2 separate regions of the Mus musculus genome follow, and region 2 is linked to region 1. Evidence: chromatin contacts called from public Hi-C data. All regions are on one chromosome and are shown on one strand. Each heading gives the region's core, a stretch centred on a gene start, on an enhancer-like site or on the middle of the called end of the contact. The rest is flanking DNA. Distances are from core to core; before and after follow the strand shown. Region 1 has its middle 130 kb from the start of Gm29960. Region 2 overlaps 4932412D23Rik (RIKEN cDNA 4932412D23 gene).

Region 1 (4,898 bases), core at 657-3,156:
GATATGGCAGTCTCTAGATGGTCCATCCTTTCGTCTCAGCTCCAAACTTTGTCTCTGTAACTCCTTCCATGGGTGTTTTGTTCCCACTTCTAAGGAGGGGCATAGTGTCCACACTTCAGTCTTCATTCTTCTTGGGTTTCATGTGTTTAGCAAATTGTATCTTATATCTTGGGTATCCTAGGTTTTGGGCTAATATCCACTTATCAGTGAGTACATATTGTGTGAGTTCCTTTGTGAATGTGTTACCTCACTCAGGATGATGCCCTCCAGGTCCATCCATTTGGCTAGGAATTTCATAAATTCATTCTTTTGAGTCCTCCACTTCTATTACCAATGTAGTTTCTAGAGCACATGGATAGATCTTAGTGGACGGACATGGTCTACTTCCAATTAAGTAAAAGCCCTATTTATAATGGCTGTGCTACCATAACACTGTTAGCACTGATGAACAGTTCTGGATTCATTAATCTGGAAATTGATCTTTCTCGTCCTTTTCAGGAAGATGTATCAGGATCAGTGTCTTCCTTTGGAATGAATGTGGTAGCATTTGCTTTTCTGCCCTTTGTTACAATATAGTCCCAAAGAATATAAGTGCTTTTTAAGATTATTTCTCTTCCTTTTTGTGTATTGGGAATGAAACCTGGGCCTTGGGGAAGATAAGCAGTGCTCTATCTCTGCAGGACCCCTTCAACCTCTATTGTTTTTTCTTCTAGAGAACATCATTGTGATGACACTGGTTAATTAAGCTGGATAAGAAAGAAATGAGAAGCACTTTGGAGACCACAGTAAAATACATGTACTTCAAAGAATGAAAGATAAATGCCATGATTGTTCAGGAGTATAACATGTACTTTTAAGAAAGATAGTTATTTTCAACATGTTCAGATATTCATTTTTTTAAATAAGAGAATATTGCATTTCACATTTTCTACTTTTGAGGCCTCTGTGGTTTCTGAAAATAGCATATTTCATACTTGGCACAGGCCATAACCCATGCCCCAACCAACAGAGAAGATGACTAACTTTAATTAAAACTCTGAATAAGAAAAGGTTCTGTAGTTTGTCTGAAACATATGGTCTTGAAGAACTAATTCTATGTATGTATGATGTGAAAAGCTGTCTGAAGGTTTTGGAAAACCCCAGTAGGCAAATTACAGCACGAACTCCTAAGATTCTCAAGGTAAGACAATCTCTTCTACAGGAAAGAGCTGGAGTCCAACCTATTATTGGAAAATTATTCTGGCTATGTTACTGGGACTTGACAGAGAAAAATATCACTATCAATTGACCATGCATTTAAAAATTGTTCATGTGAGCCATCTGATACATTTAGTTATAAGGTTGTGCCAAACCAATAGCCACTCATTGTGAAATGGAAGGGCTATCAGTAGGCTTGCAAACAAGCAGAACAAGAAAACACATATAGGTGGCAGTTGCCACAGACTTCCATGATAGTTACTGTGTTACCTTCTTTCCCTCAGCCCACTCTTGGGGCCACATAAAGAACCTTCTCATCAATTGACAAAAGAGGAGGAAAAAGACTCTTTCATACATAGGTTGTCTGTGTATTTAGCTGTTAGCAGAGAAAGCACTTCTATAACTCTCTAGTCCCATATACTCCCAAGAACAATATCAGGAGGCCACAGGTGTCTCTCCTTTTTGAAAAATAAAAAGGAATCATTGGAGGTAAGAAAAAAAAGGAAATACAGGAAGTTCCCTACCGTTCAAATGGAGTTTAAATGCCTTAGGAGTTCATGATAATGCCCATTGGAGATAGTTCATCAAGGAAGAGACAGTAAGTAGCTAAGTAGACAAAATGACTCATCCATTTGATGTCACCCAGCCTCTATCATCGGTCACCACAGCATTGGCATAATGGATCCATTGTATAAATCCTTCCCAAGGATGACTCAATGGCATTGGCTCTCACTAACCAGCTGTTAATGCCACCTACACTGAGATGGGTCCAGGCCATCTCCCAGCCCTTGTCATTGTCCCACATATCAGTCCCCTAGACTCTACCTGATGAGAGACTCACAGACCTTTGCATCTGCTAACAGTGCAAATAATTACCGAGTCTCAGATGCTGTTTCATCTCTCAAGGACACTAAACAGCCAGAGAGGGGTAAGCTGATTATTTTGGAACTTATTTATCCCGGAAATGGCAGTGATTCATCCTGACCAGGAAAACACATATTCTGGTGTCAATTTCCTTTTCCTCACTGCTGGGTCTCATCCATCAGCACCATCAGAAGGTTTTGCAGAACATCTAGTTATGCCACACTCTTGAAACAGTTCAACGTGTGTGCAATACAGTATCAGTATATTTTTCTGACAGTGATTAGTATCCTAGTGACTTCAGTGAATACTGACTACATAGATATGCCCCCAGGAATCATTCTAAAGGAAGATTAGAAACCAAGATGGAAACTTTGGAACATAAATACAGAAGCATGGGAAGCAAAAGGGAAGGCATTGCAAAGCCATTGCTTTTTATTCTTTTCATTATTGAAGTGATTCTTCCACATTGCCAACTTGTCAATCATTTTTTAAAAATCTCACCATGCATCTTCTTATTAAATTTCTTGTGAGCTATCTTATCTTCATAAGCATGAAACAATTTATTTTGAACTATCTTATTCTTGTCTAAAACAAGTAGAAATGGACCATAGAACTTAGTTTTAACTTTAGTAGGTGACTGATCACTTGTTTCTCTTTGGGATCTTACAGGAGAAGTACTCACATCAGCACTGCATTAGTCAAGGTTCAGCCAGAGAATTAGAGCAGTAGTACGCCATACGAACACATTTAGCTCAATAGCTTTAGACTATTGGCTTGTAAGGGCCTGTGACACAAATCTGAGATTACTAAGGCTGGGTATATATCAAGAACAAGCTTGGAATTCTCAGATATGGGCTTTCCATCATGGTTGACAAACTGTTTGAGATATAAAGCTTAAAGAATGGTATGTCTTGTCTTAGGTTTCAGAGGTTTCAATGCATGTAAACCCTACTGCTTTGGACCTGTGGTAAGGCAACTATTAGGGAAAGAGTATGTGGAAAAACAGAGATACTCACCTCATGGTGGCCAGAAAGCAGAGAAACAGAGGGGCTAATGTCTCAACATCCACTTCAAGGCCCAAATCTCACTCAGCAGTCTCCACCTGTAGAGTTCCATCATTATCAAATAGTGCCATGGCTGATGTTAAAGTGTAGCACATGGGCCACTTGGGACCCGTTTTGTTTACTAGGAGAACATCTCCATCAGGGACGCTTTATCTCAATACTTAAGGTCTAGCTTGTAATCCTTCATCTACCCCAATCATGCAGAAAATATGAATTATAATATTTCTGTAGCCTACTTACCATATGCTTCAATCAAATAATCGGGGTTCTACTAGGGTTAAACTGGATAATTAGAGACTATGGCCAGGTGGATTTGATACATTAAAAGATCAACAAAAGCCCAGTGGAAGAAGTCCACTATACAAATACAGAATGGGCTTCTTATTAACAGCCATAGTGAGTAATTTTATTTCTCTAAGTTTCAGTTTCCTCTGGGAAAAGTAAGCAAATTTAATTGGCCAGTTTTCTAATTTGATGGGTGCTTATTTGTCCTAGTGCCAGTCACACATCATCCTAGCCACTGGCATTCATTTCATCAGTAAATATTGTCACTTTATCTTTAAACTATATTGTGAATACTACTATTGCTTAGTTTTATTATCCTGCTGCACAGACATATCTTGACTCATGCTAGTCCTAGCTATAGTGTGTCTCCTTCAGTGTCCAGTGGAAGCTAATCTTCATGTTTTAACTATTGCTGTCATTCTACAACTTGAGACAGATCATTTTTTTCATCTGATTAAGGCTCTCTCACTCTTAAAGGTAAAATACAAGTTCTTTTTCTTAATGAATTGTGCGTTCGTGTATGACCTGAGCTATGTCCATCACTCTTGTTGATCTTTGATCTCTTTTGGCTTCATTGGCTTCCTCCTGTTTGTCCAGGACTACTACTAAACCATCACTGAAACATACTCCCTACACAGAGCTTTTACATAAGTAATTTTGTCTGTCAGATATATAAGAAGAAATTACTTTAGAGCTGGTGAGATGGCTCTTCTTGTAAAGATGCTTGCTGCCAAGACTGATTCCTGGGACCTACACTGTGGGAGGAGTGGACTCCTTTCAAGTCGATTTGCTTCATGATGCACGTGCTTAGCCACCTCCACCACACACAGATGAACCAACAAGTCAATAAATGTAACTTTAAAGAGAAGAAATAAGTGGACTCCATTTCCTGGCCGCCATCAGTCACCTCACAGTTCAGCTCTCCCCTTTTCAAGGAAGCGTCTTTGCTCCACCCACTTCCTGTTTGCTATGATGTCATCTCATCTCTTCTTCCCCTGCTCTCTATCCCTTCGCCTCCCTCATTTCCTTACACAACAACCATATACTTGCGATTTCTGCCCTCCATTTGACAACAGAGCCTTGGACTGCTATGTTTACTGTAGTGCTTGAAACAGTACCCGGGATGCAACTGGAATTCAAAAATATTTGTTGAATAGAGGAGAGGTAAAGAATGTATACTGTTGTGAATGCCAAAATGAACACAAAAACAAAACCAAAGCCCTCAACCCCCCAACACCCCTTCTTTGAGTATTATATGATGCTTTTGTGTTAAGGGGGAAAAATCCTATTCTATATCAAATTTGGCAAGGAATTCTGCCTGCTTTTTTGTTTCTTGAATGGAATTGTGCTGTCATGTCTCTCATGGCCATTCATTGAATGGGTGTTTCTATGGTTACCATGTTATTTCTAGTCAGAATCCTGTTGAGGAGAAACCTGAATTTGGTATCTCAGGAAGTCAAGATTCCCTTGACATCCTATAAAGACACC
Region 2 (4,898 bases), core at 977-3,476, 260 kb before region 1:
AAATTTCTTGGGATCAGTTTGCCAGGCCTTGTTTGCTTCACATTTTAATGTAATAAATTCTCCTCACAAAACCTTTCAAAAAAACAGTATGTCTTTTATTTATGGAGATTATAAGATAATTGCATCATTTCCCCCTTCCCTTTTCTCATCCAAACTCTCCCATATACCTCCTGTTGGGCTGTCTCAAATTCGTGGACATGTGGCCATTTTTGCAGATGAAGATCTAAAAATTGGAATTTTACTGTGAAAGTACCCACCTTACTCCACAAAGCAGGCTTGCATGCATGAAATAACTTTATTGTTTGAGTGTTAATATATCAGCGGCCTGAGAGGGGCAGGAAGAAGAACATGTTCTTTTTCAAGGAGAGTAGTTGCCTGGTAGTTGCCATAGAAACTGGAAACCGATGTACAGATATCCTGCTAGAAAATTTCCACATATTGAAGATGTCTTGCTGTCTGATCGATAGCTAAGAGAGTTTGATTAGCTTCATTAATTAAAGCAGAGGTACCTACAATGGAGAGAATGTGTCTTAGCTAATATGCAAATCTGTTTCTTGGGGTCTGAGAAAAATATCATGTAAGTGTTTTTAATGAAGCATAATGTACACAAGTGCACATATCATAAGCATAGAGCTTAATGAGATGCCTCATAGTGGATGCGGCTGTGCCTCTGATTCAATAGTAATAATATCAAAAATGTTAGTAACATTCTAGAAGCAATTTGTGTGCTCCCTTCTAGCCAGTGCTCTTCCAAAGAGGCTCCTAGCACTGTGTGTGTGTTACTTCACTGTTTGGAGGCTCTAGAGCAAGGGAGCATGCAGCATGCAGGTGTGTGTGTGTGTGTGTGTGTGTGTGTGTGTGTGTGTGTGTGTGGTTTGTTTTTTGTCTTAAGTCAGTTTTCTTACATTCAACATTACACCTGTGTGTAACATGACTAGGGTTTTTTTTTCCTGTACTTTTTAATTTTTATTTATTTATTTATTTATTTATTTATTTTATTTATTTATTTTGGTTTTTCAAGACAGGGTTTCTCTGTATAGCCCTGGCTGTCCTGGAGCTCACTTTGTAGACCAGGCTGGCCTCGAACTCAGAAATCCGCCTGCCTCTGCCTCCTGAGTGCTGGGATTAAAGGCGTGCGCCACCACGCCTGGCCTAATTTTTATTTTTAAAAGTATTTTTTTGTCTATAACATGTATTTTAGTGCTTGGTGCCTATAAGCAAACCGAGTATGCTTCCAAGTTTAAATGATTCTAAGATTAAGGAATGACAGCACTTATTTGAATTTCTTGACATTGGCTCACGCCTTTAATCCCAGCACTTGGGAGGCAGCGGCAGGCAGATTTCTGAGTTAATCTCATCTCATTAATCCCAGCCTGGTCTACAAAGTGAGTTCCAGGACAGCCAAGGCTACACAGAGAAACCCTGTCTCGAGAACCAAAACAAAAAACAAAAACAAAACAAAACATAAAACAAAACAAAACAAAATTTCTTGACTTGAAACCCAAGCTGAATTTATGAGTTCAGAGAGAACCAATTGTTCATAGCCATAAACTATAGTGACGCCAGCTAGAGATTGCTTATGTATTGTTGAATACCCACTATGCATGAATCTTTGAAGGTATTCTGATAGTTATGAAGGCAAGTAAAGGAGGAGGAGGAGGAGGAGGAGGAGGAGGAGGAGGGGTGGCAGTGGCTCATATTCTCAAGGAGTCTATCAGTCTTATCGGGGAAACAGAGCACTAAACTCAAATGATTATTCCAGGCAAAATTAAGAATCTACAAAACAGAAACAGCTGAGAAGATGCAGGCGCATCGATAAAGCATGACCCATCTCCCAGAAACCTATAAAAGTCCCATTGAGATAAACTTTGAGCTTCCTCTAACCTTCCAGCTTCTAAGATTTCATTAAAATTCTCTGTACAAAAGTAGGATCTTTATTCCCACTGGCTAGCCATTAGAGTTTATGGCTGTTCAGCGTATCCAGCACTTAGTCAAGAGGGGGCAGCATTCATCCTTTTTCTGAAACGAGTAGAACTCTGGCTGCCTGTCTTTCTAGGAAAAGAATACTTTAATCAGATAGAATTTCAGAGCATGCATATATTTTATGCCCCTGTTTTAATTGTTTGTTTATAGAGATGGTAACTGATGTGTACAGCTATGTTACTGAGACCAACAAATGAGTCCTGTTTAAGTAAGTGGAGCTGTGTCAGTGCCCAGAGATCCCCTTTCTCTGCCTTTGTCCCTTTCCTGGGCGTGGCAGCCTTGCTCAGACTCAGATTGCAAAAGGGCGGTGGCTGAAATGAACAAAAGAATTCAGACTTCTACTTTTCCCCAAAGAAAAGGCCAGCCAAGGGGAAGCCCCGGGAAAAAAAGGACTGTGTGTCTCCCATTGTTCTAACTATCTGATGCTTTCTTTCTTTTTCTTTCTTCTGAATGTTTGTTTACCTTAAACCTGTATTTGTAAGCATTGTTATTATAATAAAGGTAACTAAATAATCCCACTGGGGATTAGTGGCTGCCTTCTGTTTTAGGGGTGGTCTCCTTATCAACCAAGTAACCCTTAGAGCCCTTAGAGTTAAAGCAATGCATAGTGCCTGGTAGTTCTTTTCCAGCAGAAGCAGGGGCAGGGGCGTGGTAGTGAAAACTGAGAGAGGTTTAGCTGAAGCTATCAGACCACGTGTCTCTCTGACCTCCAACTGCCAGACCTCCAGATAACCAACTCCCTTTTGTTAGTGAGCCACTTTGATTTTAATGAGAGACATATAACCCCTCCCATGTTTTACGTGATTGACTTTGAGAAAATCAATGTTGATGGCCAAAAACGCCAAATTAACATCAGAGTAGATTTCCTTATACTGTATACAGCCTTAAATAGCCCTCTGAATGACATTTTGTTTTTTATTTAAGGAGTAGACCTTAGCCAAATGTCCTTGAATGATAAAAGAGAGTTGGCCCTCCCCATAATTAGCTTTTGTAAATATCAAGTCAAGGGTCAGAGCAAAGGTCATCTGATTTCTTTCTTTTGTGTAGAACAAGGGGCTTTAGTGACCATGACTGATTTTAGATCCAGCAAAGAATGAGGTCATTGCTTTTTACACAGACTGCATTGGATGAATCACAGAAACCATGGCAGTAACGTGAATACCAAATAATAACTGATAATTTGCGTACCAGTTACAAATACGCCTAATCTTAGATCTAGTAAAATGCTTTACTCTGTCAAGGAAATGAGGCTGCGGGATCAGCTCCTGAAAGGATTGCCAGTGACCTCATGCAGCTGTGATGTGAAGCTACAAAGCACTTGTCACATGCCACAGCTGAGGTCAGAAGTAGATCCTATCCAGGGACTTCACAGAGGGCGATAAAAAAAAAACCTCCGACTTTTAACTCTTTCAGCACTAGTCACGTAAACGCTACAATATATAAAATTTCAAGCTCATTTGAGAAATAAGACAAAAAATATTTTCATTTCTTTTGAAATTAAGCATCAGGGTTTGGAAACCACTTCTACTTAAACCAAACAGTGATTTCAAATGTGTTCATCAAGTGATGCTTTAGACTTTCCTTTTTAGAAAAAAAAAAAAAAAAAAGAAATAAAAAGGAAAAGACAGAACTGCTCCTCGATATGGGGGAGGAGGGATGTCATTGTAGATGAAAGGGGGAGCTTAGCCAGACTCAGAGACATCTGGGAGAATCCCGAGTGGACATGACCCTGAGCCATCGGAGTATGGGAGGGAGGAGAAGGGAGAGGAGAGAGAGGGAACCAGTTGCAGCAACCTATAGGGCAAAGATACAAAAAGTGTGGGTAACCAAAATGGCTGGATCATATAGGGGGGAGCAATCCAGCCCCCTGGGCTAGAGAGTTCAGGGTAGGGGGCAGAGATGCAAACGAGGAAGAACTTGTAGCAGGTAGGGGCTGAAGAACGCTGGGAGAACATGGATGCCACATTTGCTTTGATATGTTAAATAGGCACTTCAGCCATTTGTCCCAGAATTTGAAATTTAATATAAACCATCCTATCTTGGGATGGTAAGGTCTGAAAAATCTCTCCAGGATGTAAACACTGTGGTTGTAAAATGAGGACAATATCAGGCGAGCTGGTACAGCTGGGCAACCCTCCCTGGACAAGGTCTTGGAGGTCATTTAATCTAACTGCCTTATTTCACAATGAGGAAAACTTTGGCCTATGCATATTATAAGATATATGTGGAATTAGTTTTCTTCCTAGTTATTTACAATGTGTTTTCCTAGGTTCTCAGGAAACATAATAAACTTAGACCAGTAGATCATTGCAAGAGTGATAAGAATGGGAGATAGGGAATTTTAGGGAGTGGGACCCTGAAGGCAGTATCTCCATTCTTGTCCTCAGCCAGAAGCTAGATTTGTCCTCTTATGCTGGCTAGAGGCCAGGAATGCCAGAAGGAATCTCTGGTTTCTTGTTATCTCTCTCTTCTCCGCAATGCATCACTCCTGCCTGGAAGCTTTACTGAGTAAGGCCAAACCCCAGTATTGGCGCTAGTCCCTTCTGGTGAGTAATTTTGGAGCTGGGTCTCCGGATTTCAATAGTGGAAATAGCTACATCTACTCCCCAGTATAACCCATCTCTTAAATGATTCCTGAGCCTTAACTTTTGAGAGGGTAATGCTAGATAGCCAGATAGGAATTATTGGAGGGCACTGAGGATAGATTCCTCTCTTGTAGTTATTTTTGGACCCATCCCTCATTTCTCTCCCAATTACATTAGAAGCAGAAATTGTCCTCCACCCCAAGCACCCTGATCAAAACAAGGAGGATCACCTTGGACCCTGGGTGGAGGCGCAGTGATCTGGTGCAAACTATTGGACCTGGTATCTGCTATTGACTCCTCTTTCAAGAGTTGAGTCTACGAGACTCGAGC

What was found. A called contact is a pair of places that touch in the nucleus more often than the background predicts.
Region 2: a Hi-C map of the N1E-115 cell line shows a contact between it and region 1, with 5 times the contacts expected there. The contact joins two enhancer-like sites. A contact is called at or near these places in 1 of 15 datasets of contacts at CTCF or cohesin (the NIH/3T3 cell line), 1 of 484 Hi-C or Micro-C datasets (the N1E-115 cell line), 8 of 115 datasets of contacts at active chromatin or transcription factors (the NIH/3T3 cell line, cardiomyocytes, a colorectal cancer cell line and 4 more) and 2 of 9 other capture datasets (embryonic stem cells and embryonic tail).

The regions. Positions count from the first base shown.
Region 1 is chr16:42,520,924-42,525,821 of GRCm38.p6, reverse strand. No RefSeq gene overlaps it. Among named protein-coding and RNA genes, the nearest start is that of Gm29960, 130 kb to the left of the region's middle. Within about 2 kb of position 1,906, at least 10 of the 459 cell types and tissues checked have an H3K27ac peak or open chromatin away from gene starts, as enhancers often do. A contact at or near this core is called in the N1E-115 cell line, where this site is marked.
Region 2 is chr16:42,779,714-42,784,611 of GRCm38.p6, reverse strand. All of the region lies in intron 1 of 4932412D23Rik (RIKEN cDNA 4932412D23 gene), which reads left to right. Among named protein-coding and RNA genes, the nearest start is that of 4932412D23Rik, 93 kb to the left of the region's middle. Within about 2 kb of position 2,226, at least 134 of the 459 cell types and tissues checked have an H3K27ac peak or open chromatin away from gene starts, as enhancers often do. A contact at or near this core is called in the N1E-115 cell line, where this site is marked.